Regions from separate parts of the Mus musculus genome. Here all the other regions are linked to region 1. The links are chromatin contacts, called in public HiChIP or PLAC-seq maps. All regions are on one chromosome and are shown on one strand. The core of a region is the stretch at or near the end of the contact, and the rest is flanking DNA. Distances in the headings are between cores, read along the strand shown.

Evidence for each region. HiChIP or PLAC-seq counts read pairs in DNA pulled down with a chosen protein or histone mark.
Region 2: an H3K4me3 HiChIP or PLAC-seq map of stem cell-derived neural progenitor cells shows a contact between it and region 1, with 2.9 times the contacts expected there. The contact joins the promoter of Hoxd12 here to the promoter of Scrn3 in region 1. A contact is called at or near these places in 3 of 115 datasets of contacts at active chromatin or transcription factors (embryonic hindbrain, forebrain and stem cell-derived neural progenitor cells).
Region 3: a contact with region 1 is called in an H3K4me3 HiChIP or PLAC-seq map of the SCID.adh cell line, with 6 times the contacts expected there. The contact joins the enhancer-like site here to the promoter of Scrn3 in region 1. A contact is called at or near these places in 14 of 39 promoter capture datasets (the 3T3-L1 cell line, the C10 cell line, the HPC-7 cell line and 9 more) and 11 of 115 datasets of contacts at active chromatin or transcription factors (the SCID.adh cell line, acute myeloid leukemia, embryonic forebrain and 5 more).

Annotation. Positions count from the first base shown.
Region 1 is chr2:73,310,739-73,314,737 of GRCm38.p6, forward strand. Scrn3 (secernin 3) reads left to right here and starts at 1,914. Exons shown (of 8, transcript NM_029022.1): 1 at 1,914-1,975. Cir1 (corepressor interacting with RBPJ, 1) reads right to left here and starts at 1,854. Exons shown (of 10, transcript NM_025854.3): 1 at 1,679-1,854. The coding sequence starts at 1,750.
Region 2 is chr2:74,673,207-74,677,205 of GRCm38.p6, forward strand. It overlaps Hoxd12 (homeobox D12), which reads left to right and starts at 1,807. Exons shown (of 2, transcript NM_008274.3): 1 at 1,807-2,448; 2 at 2,608-3,999. The coding sequence starts at 1,881. The coding sequence ends at 2,846.
Region 3 is chr2:72,202,161-72,206,159 of GRCm38.p6, forward strand. It overlaps Rapgef4 (Rap guanine nucleotide exchange factor (GEF) 4), which reads left to right. Exons shown (of 31, transcript NM_001204165.1): 16 at 3,495-3,583. Among named protein-coding and RNA genes, the nearest start is that of Map3k20, 81 kb to the right of the region's middle. Within about 2 kb of position 1,666, at least 42 of the 459 cell types and tissues checked have an H3K27ac peak or open chromatin away from gene starts, as enhancers often do. A contact at or near this core is called in the SCID.adh cell line and acute myeloid leukemia, where this site is marked.

The DNA of each region.
Region 1 (3,999 bases), core at 664-3,163:
AGCTTGCACAGAGGAACTCCTGTCTTCTTTTCATGAAGGCTAGGATTACCAAGGGATGGTGGATCCAAACTCTGATCCTTACACTTGTGCAACAAGTGTTTTAGCCACTAGCAATTTTGACAGCCCTCCAGCCCACTTGTCTTCTATAATGAAACACATCTAATACACTGAAATGAAAAGATGCTCACAGCACTTAGAAGAGAAGACGGGTGTCTTGGACCTGAGCATTGTGGATAGAGTTCCCTGGCTTCTTCCAGGATGGCACCTGCCCTTTAGCTGTTTTCACTGTGTTTAGCTGAGTGTGTTGGCCCATGTCCATAATCCTAGAACTCAAGAGGCTGAGGTAGGACTACTAAGTATTCCAGACCAGTCAGAACTACACAGTAAGACCCCAACCAAAACAGAAAAATTACCGTGTATCTCAAGCTTTAGACTGTACAGTTATTTTCATTAGTCTCGACTGCTCAAGACTCAATTCCAGTAACTGAATTAAAAATAAGATGCAGCTCCATTGTCAAAGTGCTCACAATGCTTCTCCTGCATATTATAAACTACTTTATGACCTAGGAGAAGTGGTAGTTGATTGCAGTGGCTTCCACCTGTAATCCCAGCATGCGGGGGTGGGGGTTGGGGGTGGGGGCAGGGGGTTGGAGGCAGAAGGACAAGGAGTTCAGGGCTATCCTCCCTAGACAGCAAGTTTGAAGCCAGCTTAGACTGCAGGAGATCCCACCTCAAATAGAGGCTATGAAACACATAAAGAAATACACTCGTGGGGATTAGGAGTACTACAAAATAAACAGAACAAGACTTTTGGGGTCAAGGAGTAAGGCTGAGATCTGGCAAGCCCTCCCCACTCCCAAGGGACTTAAAAACCTAAGTAACTATATTTGCAGATAACCAGTGTTAGCATTTCTTGCACTTTCTTCCACAGATATCCTAATGTACATGCATGCTAATATATACATTCTTTAGATGTATGGTAATATACAGGACCCACAACTGGTTTGGAAACAAAAGCGAAATATATTCTCATAAGTTTGTGTACTTTTGAGTACTTGAGTACTTTTCTTAACACACAGTGCTAAGCCTTCATTTCGAGTTTCTAGTCATTGGCCATACTATCTCATCTAATCTCCCTAAAATTTTTACAAACTAGGGCAACTGACACTGATAATTCTTGATCAACAGTGTACGAGGCTAATGCTCACATCATTGACTATTTTGTGCGAGGCCTCAGGGCTACATGTAACTGTACTGAACTAAGAATCCAAAGCCCAAGCACTCTCCCGTCGCCATTCTTTGGCGCTGTAATTCTCGCCACGGCCCTTCTGTGTCCAGCAACTGGTTGCCCTGTGATTGTTTAAAACGCTCAACTTGAACGCAGCCATCAGAAACACACTACGGGATGGAGAGTGAGCAGAGGGAGGATTTCTGCCAGAAGATCTCCGTTAAGCAGGAGTCTCGACCCAGAGCAGAGTTCACCGGCTTGGGGCTGTAGGAGACGGATCCTGAACGGACAGTGTTATCAAACCATGCGTGGGTCTCCCCACTGACTGACAGGCGGGACTTGGGGGATCATTCCTGCAAGGGGGAAAGATCGACGACTCCAGCCGTGAGGAGGATACGACCCTCCCAGGGAGCTTAGCAATCTCTGCCCTCTCCGGATGCCTTTACTCACCTTCTTGATGTTGGATTTGGACGCAGGATGGAAGTCCTTCTTACACATGAAATTGGCGAATGACTTCCCCATCTTGGCGTCTGAGTCGGAGAAGCCAACCGCTAGGTCTTCTCGGAACGTAAACAAACTCCCGGAGCTTCACCGGAACTGCTAGGCAAGTTTGGGCGAGAACTTCCGAGGTCGGGAGGATGACTACTTCCGTGGTTTGACGCTTGGCACCGCCCCTCTTGCTCTCTTCCGGCAGTCGCTTCTGGTGGCTGCCGCGGCTTTGGCGGCGTCCGCGCGTGCGCAGCAGAGGTAAGCTTGGGGAACCCCCTGTGCGCGATGCTCGCTCTCTGCGGGGTCGCGAGCGGCGGCGGGCTCTGCTGCGTCAGCTTCGATCCGAGCGCGGTCAGCCCGAACAAGCGAGGTCTCGAGGTTCGAGCCCAGCACTTTCTGGCAACGCCGACTCCAGTTGCAAAAAAATTTTCTTTTGCCGCGCAGTTCCCATGTAGATTAAGTTGTCTCCCGGCAACTGTAGGACGTTTGTGAGCCTCGGAAGATTGGTGTTACCAAAAGCACGGGAATAGACTGTTAGAAGCTCAAGAACCTAGGCTCTTCCTTTCCAATTACTGTTAAGGTTTAATAATAATTATAATAATAATAATAATATTATTATTATTATTATTATCATTATGTATACCTCGCCATGTAGCATTGGTTGCCCTTGAACTAACAGATCCGTCTGCCTTTGCCTTCCCAGGCCTGGGATTAAAGGCCTGCGCCACTACACCCAGCTCCCTTCCGTTATTTCTAGCCATGCAGAAGTTTGCTCAGCAAACATCGTGAATGATGAGAACATGTTAGGGCCAACGACTTTCTCCCTGGGTGCGGGTTTCTTAGCTGTTGCCGCCATCCCAGTTTCGGGTAAGCAAGGCTTAGTCCACTGAGGATAGTCACTTAGTCTGGTGAGGATAAGAATGCCAAGGTACAACGGATGTCAGCTTTCATTTGGGTGTTGGCTGTGTGCCAGTTTTTTGTTTTTTTATCTTGTGTTATTCGTGGCGCGGTCCACGTAACGCTCAATCTTCAATTACAGGCATGCACCACCAAGCTGGGTTTTCACCTTCTAGGTGGTGTTTTAATAATTATTTACTTATTTATTTTAATACTGACGGGCCTGGAAAAAAGGAGAATTAATAGCCTGCCTAAATTATGTGTTGGAGTAGCTAACTTTGGAGCACAGTAAGCAGGAGATCAAGAAATTTAGAGGGGCGACACAAAAGAAAAACTGGTACGTCTTCCCATCTTTGAGATGGAGAAGACCCTTTACTTGTTCCATGGTGAACTTGTTTCTTGAGTCATTTTGAGACATAGGCTAGCTTTAAACTCTAGCTCATCCTGCCGAGTCCTGAGATTGCAGGTGGGCTATCATATCCTGCTTTGCTTTCCTTTCAATAAAACATTTATTGTATTTATATTTTTTATTTTGTTTTAAAATATTTAGGATGCTCCCATATAAAACTATGCTAAGAATTGGTTCTTCCTGTTTGTTTTTTTTCAGGGTTTCTCTGTGTAGCTCTGGGTGTCCTGGAACTCACTCTGTAGGCCAGGGTGGTCTGGAACTCAGAGATCTGCCTCTGCTTCCCAAGTGCTGGGATCAAAGGTGTGCACCACCACCCCCAGCATGATTTGGTTCTTATAAAAGAAGGGAACTGGGTTAGAGAGAGAGAACAATGGTTAAGATAGCTCAGTGCTTTCCCTGAAGACTTGAGTTCCGTTCCTAACACACAAGGTGGCCGTGCACGAAGCCTTACAACCTCTAACTCCAGCTCCAGGGGATTTGAGGCCCACTTCTAGCTTTCTCGGGCATCCCCATTCTTAGTGTAAACACACACACACACACACACACAAATAGTAAAAATAAACCTTTAAAAAGATAAATAATAGAAGTAAACTAAAACTATGTCTGTTCTGGAAGCAAAATAAAAATAGGAGATTTTGAATGGTTCTACAAACTGGAATTTAAGATTTTCCAGATCACAGAATCTGGAAAAGAGAATCCGTACGTCAGTTCTGTAGTCAGGATTTCTAAGTTACAAATGTGAACTTCCTGAAAACATGAAAGGTGGCTTTTTTTTTTTTTTTTTTTTAAGACACTACCCCTGGCTGTCCTGGAACACAGGGCTTGCCTCAAACTCAGAGATTCACCCATCTCTGCCTCCAAAAGTGAGATCTCCAAAGTACTGGGTCTGCTTCAAATTGTCTGTCTTTTCAATATTATAGTCTCTGTGTGCGTTTTTCCTCAAGCCAAAGGAGACCTCCTCTGTAGCAATATTGGG
Region 2 (3,999 bases), core at 557-3,056, 1.4 Mb after region 1:
CAGAGCTTGCCATTCTGCTCCTCAGCTCCCCCCCCCCCCCAGCCCCCAACATCCCAGACAAGCCTCCCTTCCTCCTCCCACCTTCCCTCATGGTCTCCAGCCTTCAGCATCAGCCACCAGCTTTCTCAAAAAGAACTTTGCCTACCAGACCTTGAAAGTTATAGACTTGGAGGAATGAAGTGGGTCGATTAAGGGGGGGAAAAAACCTGGAAAAAAAATCTAGCTGTCCTTTTCATTCCTGATTCACACTTATGTATTTGGTCCTGAGAAGCAAACATAATTATAAGGCAGCCATAGTCTAAGGATGCACCCTTAGGCCTGTAACTACCTAGGAATCTCTGTGCAGGAGGCAGGGGCTCTGAGAGTGCTGGAACTATTAGAACTGAAAATTCAGGCCAGAGGATGCTCCAGTAGAAAGGAGAGAATTCTTCAAAATGAAAGCTATCGAATACCTAATCTAAGGCTTCTAAAAACCGACTTAAAACTTCTGCCTCCTCCCACCTACCAGAAAAGAAAGTATGGAGTCCCAATTCCTGAAAAGGAGGAAACTCTAGTAATGCCCCAGGATCCTTAGACTTCCCCCACCCCCACCCTCCTCCCGCCCCAGAGCTGGAGGAAGAGGACGATTGCGTCCTGAGAGCCGCCCAATTGGTCGCCGTAACTCACACAATAAAGTCCCAGCGAGGTGGTCAGCCTTGCCCTCCGGCGGCGCCTGTGTGGTCTCCTTGCCAGAGCTGGGGGCCTAACCAGTTCCAGCTTGGCTCATGGACCATGGGTCCTGCTTTAGGCTAGCGCGGGCTCCCACAACACAGTCTCTTGAGGAGAAAAGCCTTATTCCCTCTGGACCATCCAGAAGGCCCTGCCTCAGGGGTTAAGCACACTTACTACACACACGGAGCGTTGCCTGTTTTGCCCAGACAGTGAACCCGCAGCGGCCCGCGTGCCTGGAGGCACCGACAAAAGAGACTCAGCTAGCTGATTGTTCCTGTGCGACTGTGCCTCCTCAGCCAGGTGGCTCGGACTTTTCTGCCCCTCCAACTCTCAGTTGGACGGCTAGGAGCTTGGCTAGTAGGGAATAGTCACCAAGATGACCCCAGGAGAGAAAAGAAATGTAATTTTTCACAAGATTGGCTCCTCGGACTGCGGAATTGCCTGAGGGGACTGGATAACAACGCTATGAGCACAGTTCCTGGGAACAAATGTCAGGAACAGCGTGAAGATTCCTTAGGTACCACACTTGAGCAGTTTGTGCCGCCTTTCACCTTTGTTTGGTCAACCTCTTGTATTGTCTGTGACCTGGGGCTACAGGGTCAAGTGAATGGGTCCTTGCTGCCAAGTGCCTTTGGCAGAGACCACTTTAGAGGCCCTTTCTATAAAAAAGGATTGGTTGCTCAGATCCAGGAGCAGTCCGTGCCACTGCCAGCTCTTCTCCAGTCAAGCCCAGGTACCCTTATTGGAAAACGTCTGAATTGCAACTTAAAGTTTGTAGACGCAAAGCCCGGCCCAGGCAGCCTGCGAAATAAGGGCTGGGAAGACTAACCCAGAGCAGGAAAACTCCCAAGAGACACTTGGGCAAAGGCACCCTCATCCCAATGTCACCGGCTCCTGAAAGAGGTCTGGAAACTTTCAAGGGCTTCGCCCTCCCTCAACAGGCTTTGGCTCTGCTAGCAGCCTCGTCCTTCGCCGTCGAACATTGAGTGTTATCATAATACCCTGAAAGGGGGTGGGGGTGGGGACGGGTCGGGGGATGTAGGCGGTGCTGAAATGACCGGCTTTGAAGAACCTGCAGGCAAAGTTTTGTCCAATCCTCTGAGCCCGTCCTCCTATTCCGGGTTGTAACTAAATACTGTTGCGAGCACAGCCGAGGCCCTTTGTTGGAGATGTGTGAGCGCAGTCTCTACAGAGCTGGCTATGTGGGCTCGCTTCTGAATTTACAGTCACCGGACTCTTTCTACTTTTCCAACCTGAGAGCCAATGGCAGCCAGTTGGCCGCGCTTCCCCCCATCTCATACCCTCGCAGCGCGCTGCCCTGGGCTACTACGCCCGCCTCATGCACCCCTGCGCAGCCTGCCACCGCCTCTGCCTTTGGAGGCTTCTCTCAGCCTTACTTGACCGGCTCTGGGCCAATTGGCCTGCAGTCTCCAGGCGCCAAGGACGGACCCGAAGACCAGGTCAAGTTCTATACGCCTGATGCGCCCACCGCATCTGAGGAACGCAGCCGGACTAGGCCGCCCTTCGCCCCCGAGTCTAGTCTGGTTCATTCGGCTCTCAAAGGCACCAAGTATGACTACGCGGGTGTGGGCCGGACCGCTCCAGGCTCTGCGACCCTGCTCCAGGGGGCCCCCTGTGCCTCCAGCTTCAAGGAAGACACCAAAGGCCCGCTCAACTTGAACATGGCAGTGCAAGTGGCCGGGGTGGCCTCTTGCCTGCGATCTTCACTGCCCGACGGTAAACAGTGCCCATGCTCCCCCAAGCCAGTTTAGGCAGGGACGGGAGGTGGGGTGTCAGGGACAGTTGGACAGGGAGGAGACCCGCCAGCAGTGGTGAACGTCTGTGGGGCGGGCAGTTGATCTGAGCGAGCTGACATGGGTCGGGGCTCTGTTGCAGGCCTGCCGTGGGGGGCGGCCCCGGGGAGGGCCCGCAAGAAGAGGAAACCCTACACAAAGCAGCAGATTGCGGAGCTGGAGAACGAATTCCTGGTCAATGAATTCATCAACCGGCAGAAGCGTAAGGAATTGTCTAACAGGCTGAACCTCAGCGACCAGCAGGTCAAAATCTGGTTCCAGAACCGGCGTATGAAGAAGAAGCGGGTAGTGCAGCGCGAGCAAGCACTGGCCCTCTATTAGCTGCCCACGGGGGCCTGAGGCCTTGCCAAGCCTGCCCTTTTGGACCAAGGCCTGGCTGTGGAGGAGGTGTTGGGGCTGCAGATTTCCCTCCCACTCCTCTGGTCCTGGGCGCCCTTCGGCTCAGTCTGTAGCTGAGGAACCAGGAGGAGATTTGGAGATGAGGCCAGTGGAGCCCCCTTCGCTTTCAGCTCTCTTTGGGACCCTCCTGAGAGGTGTTTGGGAATTGCAATCTAACACTGGCTTTAAACATTCAGCATGGTGTCTGGGGGTCACCTGTCCTTGTCTATGATGTTTACATCCGGGGCTCACTATTGAAACACTGTATGAGGGTTTGTTTTTTCCGGTTTTCAACGTGTTCTTTTTCTTTTTCTTTCTCTATCCAGCTCTTTCTGCATGAAACAGGAGCCTAGCTAGAGCTCCGGGTATAAGTGCAGGTAGAAAGGCCCTGAGACCCCGCTGCAGTGCAAGGGGCTGGGGATAACTCTAGCCCCTTCGCAGCAGAAGCCCTTTGTGACAAAGCTGGGCTCTCCACTCTGCAGGAAGGAAAGGGCCTGATTCCACAACCCCCATCTGCCCTGAATGATTTGGGAGGACAAAAGCTACCCTAGACCTTCAGACTTGTGGGGGGGGGGGGAGGAAAGGATACCCTGGAACCTCAGCGCTTCAAAGGTTCTCCTGCTGAGTAAAACAGGCTGGAAGATCTCCTTCTCAGAGACAGGGAGAGAAACTGGGACTCCAAAACAAAGTATGGTCTCTAGACTGTCATAATTCCCCTGCTCCAGCCTCACCTATCCCTGAGCCAAGGCCAAGCACTCTGTAACTAGATCCCCAGAACTGAGCTATGGGTGAGGGGAGCTGCTGGCCTGTTTTGAGGCTTGGCTGCACAGGGAAGAAAGAAGAGTAAGCGAGGCGGAGGAGGATCTGCACTCTGTAACCACGACTCTCCTCTTGAATGAATGAAGTTATCCATATGTCTGTCTTTCTTGAATTTCCTTAATGTATCACCACAGGAAGAGACCCCCCCCCCAAAAAAAATGCCTCCTTGAGGAGTCTGAAGGGTGGGAGAAGAAACCTCTCAGATTCTCAGACTGTAGTTGCTGCTCTTGAAGGACAGAAAACCAGCACTTCTTCCCCATCCTCTCCACCACCCACC
Region 3 (3,999 bases), core at 416-2,915, 1.1 Mb before region 1:
GCTTGCTCAAGGACTCCTTAAACCCATGACTCTCAACCTTCCTAACACTGTAGCCCTTCAGTACAGTTCCGCATGTTGTGGTGACCTCCAACTGTAAAATTATTTTTGTTGCTACTTCATAACTATAATATTGCTACTGTCATGAATCTGAATGTAAATATCTGATATCTGACCCCTCTGAAGGAGCTGACAACCCACATTCCCCCACCCTGAAGAGGTTATGACTCATAGGTTGAGAACCACTACCTTAAAGGGAAGTTCAACTTGGCCGCCTTCCACACCTCTGGTCCCCATTCTTCCTAGATTCTCTTATCAAACGAGAGTAGTGTGCTGCATGGGTGACAAAATACGCAGAGTGGGGGCTTGCATCAGGACATATCCATCTGTCTCACGCCCGTGGGAATTCCTTACACAATACAGAATGGCTACTATTTATGTCACAGTTACTATCAGTAAATATGAGGTGCTATCTGTAAGTCTTCAGTTCGAGGTGCCTTCCCCTTTATGAATTCAGTGGAATGAAAACTCAAACCAAAGGTGATAGAAGAGACTGTGTGTCTGACTTTTATTTTAATACTGTACCGGTTTTCTACTGGTGTCCTGCCATCCGGTCCAAATTTCTTACATAATTTAAAGATAATGCACGTGTGAACATTTGTAGCAAGCTATTTGTATCGTGCACTGGGTACAAAAGAATACACCACAAAGTCATCTTCCAAAAGAACGCAAAGCTTCTCTCTCCTAAGAGGTTACTTCCCCAGACTGACTGGAAATAAAAGGAGAGCCTGGGAGTAAATTTTATGGCTGATGTTCTCATCAACCTTAACAACATATCAACAACCGTGTCTGCAGACACACAGTTGAGGGTATCTGTCTCTGTGGAAGTTGTTCTTTTTAAACTCAGAGAACATCATCACATTGGTGGCAATAATGTTATTTTTCTGATTTATGCCCCGCCCCATCCCGAGAAACCTAGGTTAGTTTATGTATACACTTGAAGCTTGAAAAACTGCCTGACTCTGCCCAAGCCACTGAACAGTGGATGCTTCATGGATGCTGATATTAAGTCAGTGGTCTGGATGATGCAGTTACCATGATACCCACTTTGGGGGATGTCTTGGTCCCTGGGTTGTGAGAATTCAGTAATTTGAGACGATTGTCCTGTTCATGTTGGGGCCATGCCCTTTTCTTTAGACTAGTTTTCCTGCTCAACAGTCCCCAGCTTGTTCACAGGAAGAGCAGCAAAAAAGTTCCTCCACCCCTGGCCCTTGCTTTGGTTGTTCTAAATGCAGACTTGGTATTAGGGAAAAAATTTTCTCTCACAAGTTTAAAACAACCTGCTGACTGATACAATGTAGCCAACTGGGGTGAGTTTTTGATCAGAACGGGAGTAGCTTCTGCTTGCCATAAACTGACAAAGGTTGTGCCATCTGGTCTCAATCGCTCTTAACCCCTATAGAGCAAGGGCTCAGGTCGTAGACACCTGCCTGTTTCTGGTATGATGTAAAGCCAGAATCTGGTGTTTTGGGCAAAACTGGGGCCATCCAGAGGTTTCTAAGCCCTCTTTTCCTCTTCAGTCCCCTGCCCCCACTCCTGAGTTCTGTGGCAAATATAGGCTGGGTAAGGAAAGCACAGAGCTGAACCACTAGAGGGCGTCAGGGACCAAAGAAAGATCTTGTGGGGTGTGACTGGCCAGCCAGGCAAAGCCTGAAAGAAGACACTTGCTCTCTGTTGAGGTGACAGCTTGTGTGGCTTGCCCGTGGGTCTTTTGTCTACGTGATCAGGCGGAACACCCTACCTAAGGGAAGTCCAAACAAGGAGAGCCAGAGAATAAACAAAGTGCTTCAGAATGGAAGTTCTGACAATCCGACGCGTAGCCCGTGGATCTCGCTATCCAGACAACACGTGAAGTAACAGGCTCATTCAGGGGTCAGTTAAGGAGTGCATTTATACCCTTATTCAAATAAAAACTGCTTTCGAAAGCCTCCTTGAAGAGGAAGACTTTTAATTACACAGTGAATTTCCTGTTCAAAATGGGCTGTTGACAGCCAGACCTGGTCCCTTCTACACATAGAGCATCTTGCTGCATAGGCAAACAAAAACAAACATCAAACAAACAAAAATCAGCCGCACAGTCGCATTCTCTAGTGTTTGCCAGTTTCTCCACCTGCAGTGTAGAGGTGGTATTAACTAGCAGGAGCAAGTAAACAAGGAGCCTCATTCCGCACCCACCTCATTGTTGGGGACATAGTAAACACCAGAAAGGTGTAGAATACTCTCCCCACTCCGCTTCCCGATTTATCTGGCCATACGCTCCTCCTCATGTAGAGAGTCCTGTTCATATATTCGAGCTGTGCCTCCGTAGGAGAGCACTTGCCTAGCGCTCATACGGCCCGGAGTTCAACCTCCAGGGCTGCCACACTTGCTCTGTCCCCATGTCCTCAGGATCGTCTGCTATCACTTCTCGTCCATCCCTCAGGCAGGAGGTAAGACCCGCTGATGCTGATGAGGGGCTCTTGCCATCTCTATGCACCTCCTCCACAGCCTCGAGCAGGCAAGAAAGGCACAGAGGTGAAGGGGCTAAGGAAGCTGGGTTTGCTCCGAGCTCCATCCTGTCTCTGCTTCCTGAACACGAGAGAATGCTCTTTGCATTGTTATATTCCCTTCCCATCATCCCGCCAAGCAGGAAGGCAGGGTCTGGGTGCTACTGGGGATACCTACACGATCTTCATGTGTTCTGCCCATCTACAGCAAGCGCTTACACTGTCTGCATTCCGACTTTAACTCACGTTCAATCTCAAAATCAACTTGCTCTTGTTGATTGGAGGGTTGGAGGGCACCCCGAATAGATCCCTCAAAATAATGACTAACGCAGCCCCCTAAAATAATTCGTAATTGATATTGAGTAATTTGCATCCAGGTTTCTGCTTCTGATCTAATTCCTGTCCGTGATGCCCCCCGGGTTTGTTTGCTCACTGGTACTTGGGCCTTTTGGTTTCCTTTGCTTTATTATTATTAGAGGATTTCCAAAGCGCGTAGCAGTGCGGAGGTGGAAAGGAGGAGCGTTCCAGAAATCAGCATGAAAATCCAGTGTGACACTGACATTTCTGTGTCCACTGTCCTGTCCTCCCTCGCTCCCCTCCCTGCCCTGTGCTGCCTCAGGTTCATCTCCCTGACTTGTCTCAGTCGCAGCTATGGGAGCTGCTTTCTCAGCTGCATCTTTAGTTCTAGGTAGGGGGAGGGCGGAGAACATTTCTAGTAACTGCATCTACTGACTGTTTTTCTACAGCCTTCTTGTGTGCTTAGGCGAGGTACGTGGTCTTCCTCACTACAGGGAAGTTACTAGTCACAAGTAGTCCGTATGTTTGCCCAGGATCTTGTTTTTCAAAAAATATCTACATCGGTAATTTGTTTCTCCTAATGCATTACTCGCTTTTGTAAGAAACTAATGGTCTTTTTTTTTTTTTTTTTTTTTTTTTTTTCTTCTTGTCCAGGTATACTGTGATGTCAGGAACACCTGAAAAGATTTTAGAGCATTTTCTAGAAACAATACGCCTTGAGCCATCGTTGAATGAAGCAACAGGTAAGAAGGGATCTGTAGCTCCACTGAATCCACGGGTAGAGATGTGAGAGAGAAATCCGCTTTGACTCCCAGTCTACACTGCCAAGGCAACCCTAGAGGGTGCCGTAAGCATCCAGTTTTAAAGAGCATCCCCAGATGTGTGTGTGTGCAGAGAGCGGTCTTTCCCTCACTGCAATGGAGCTTCATTCAAGCACATGGGCCTTTCCTAGATATCTGCTTTCATGACTTTCAGTTCTCCCGGCACACACAAAAGTATCCGTTAGGCCACCATCTAAAACCAGTCTCTCCCCGTAGCACATTTGAAGCTGCCCACATCAAGAATAAATGGTGCTCTCTCTCTCTGTGGTTGTGGAGTTTCATTCCACAGTGAACTGAATGCCACCTGGATTGGCTTACTGCCAGCTGCTCTAACAGAA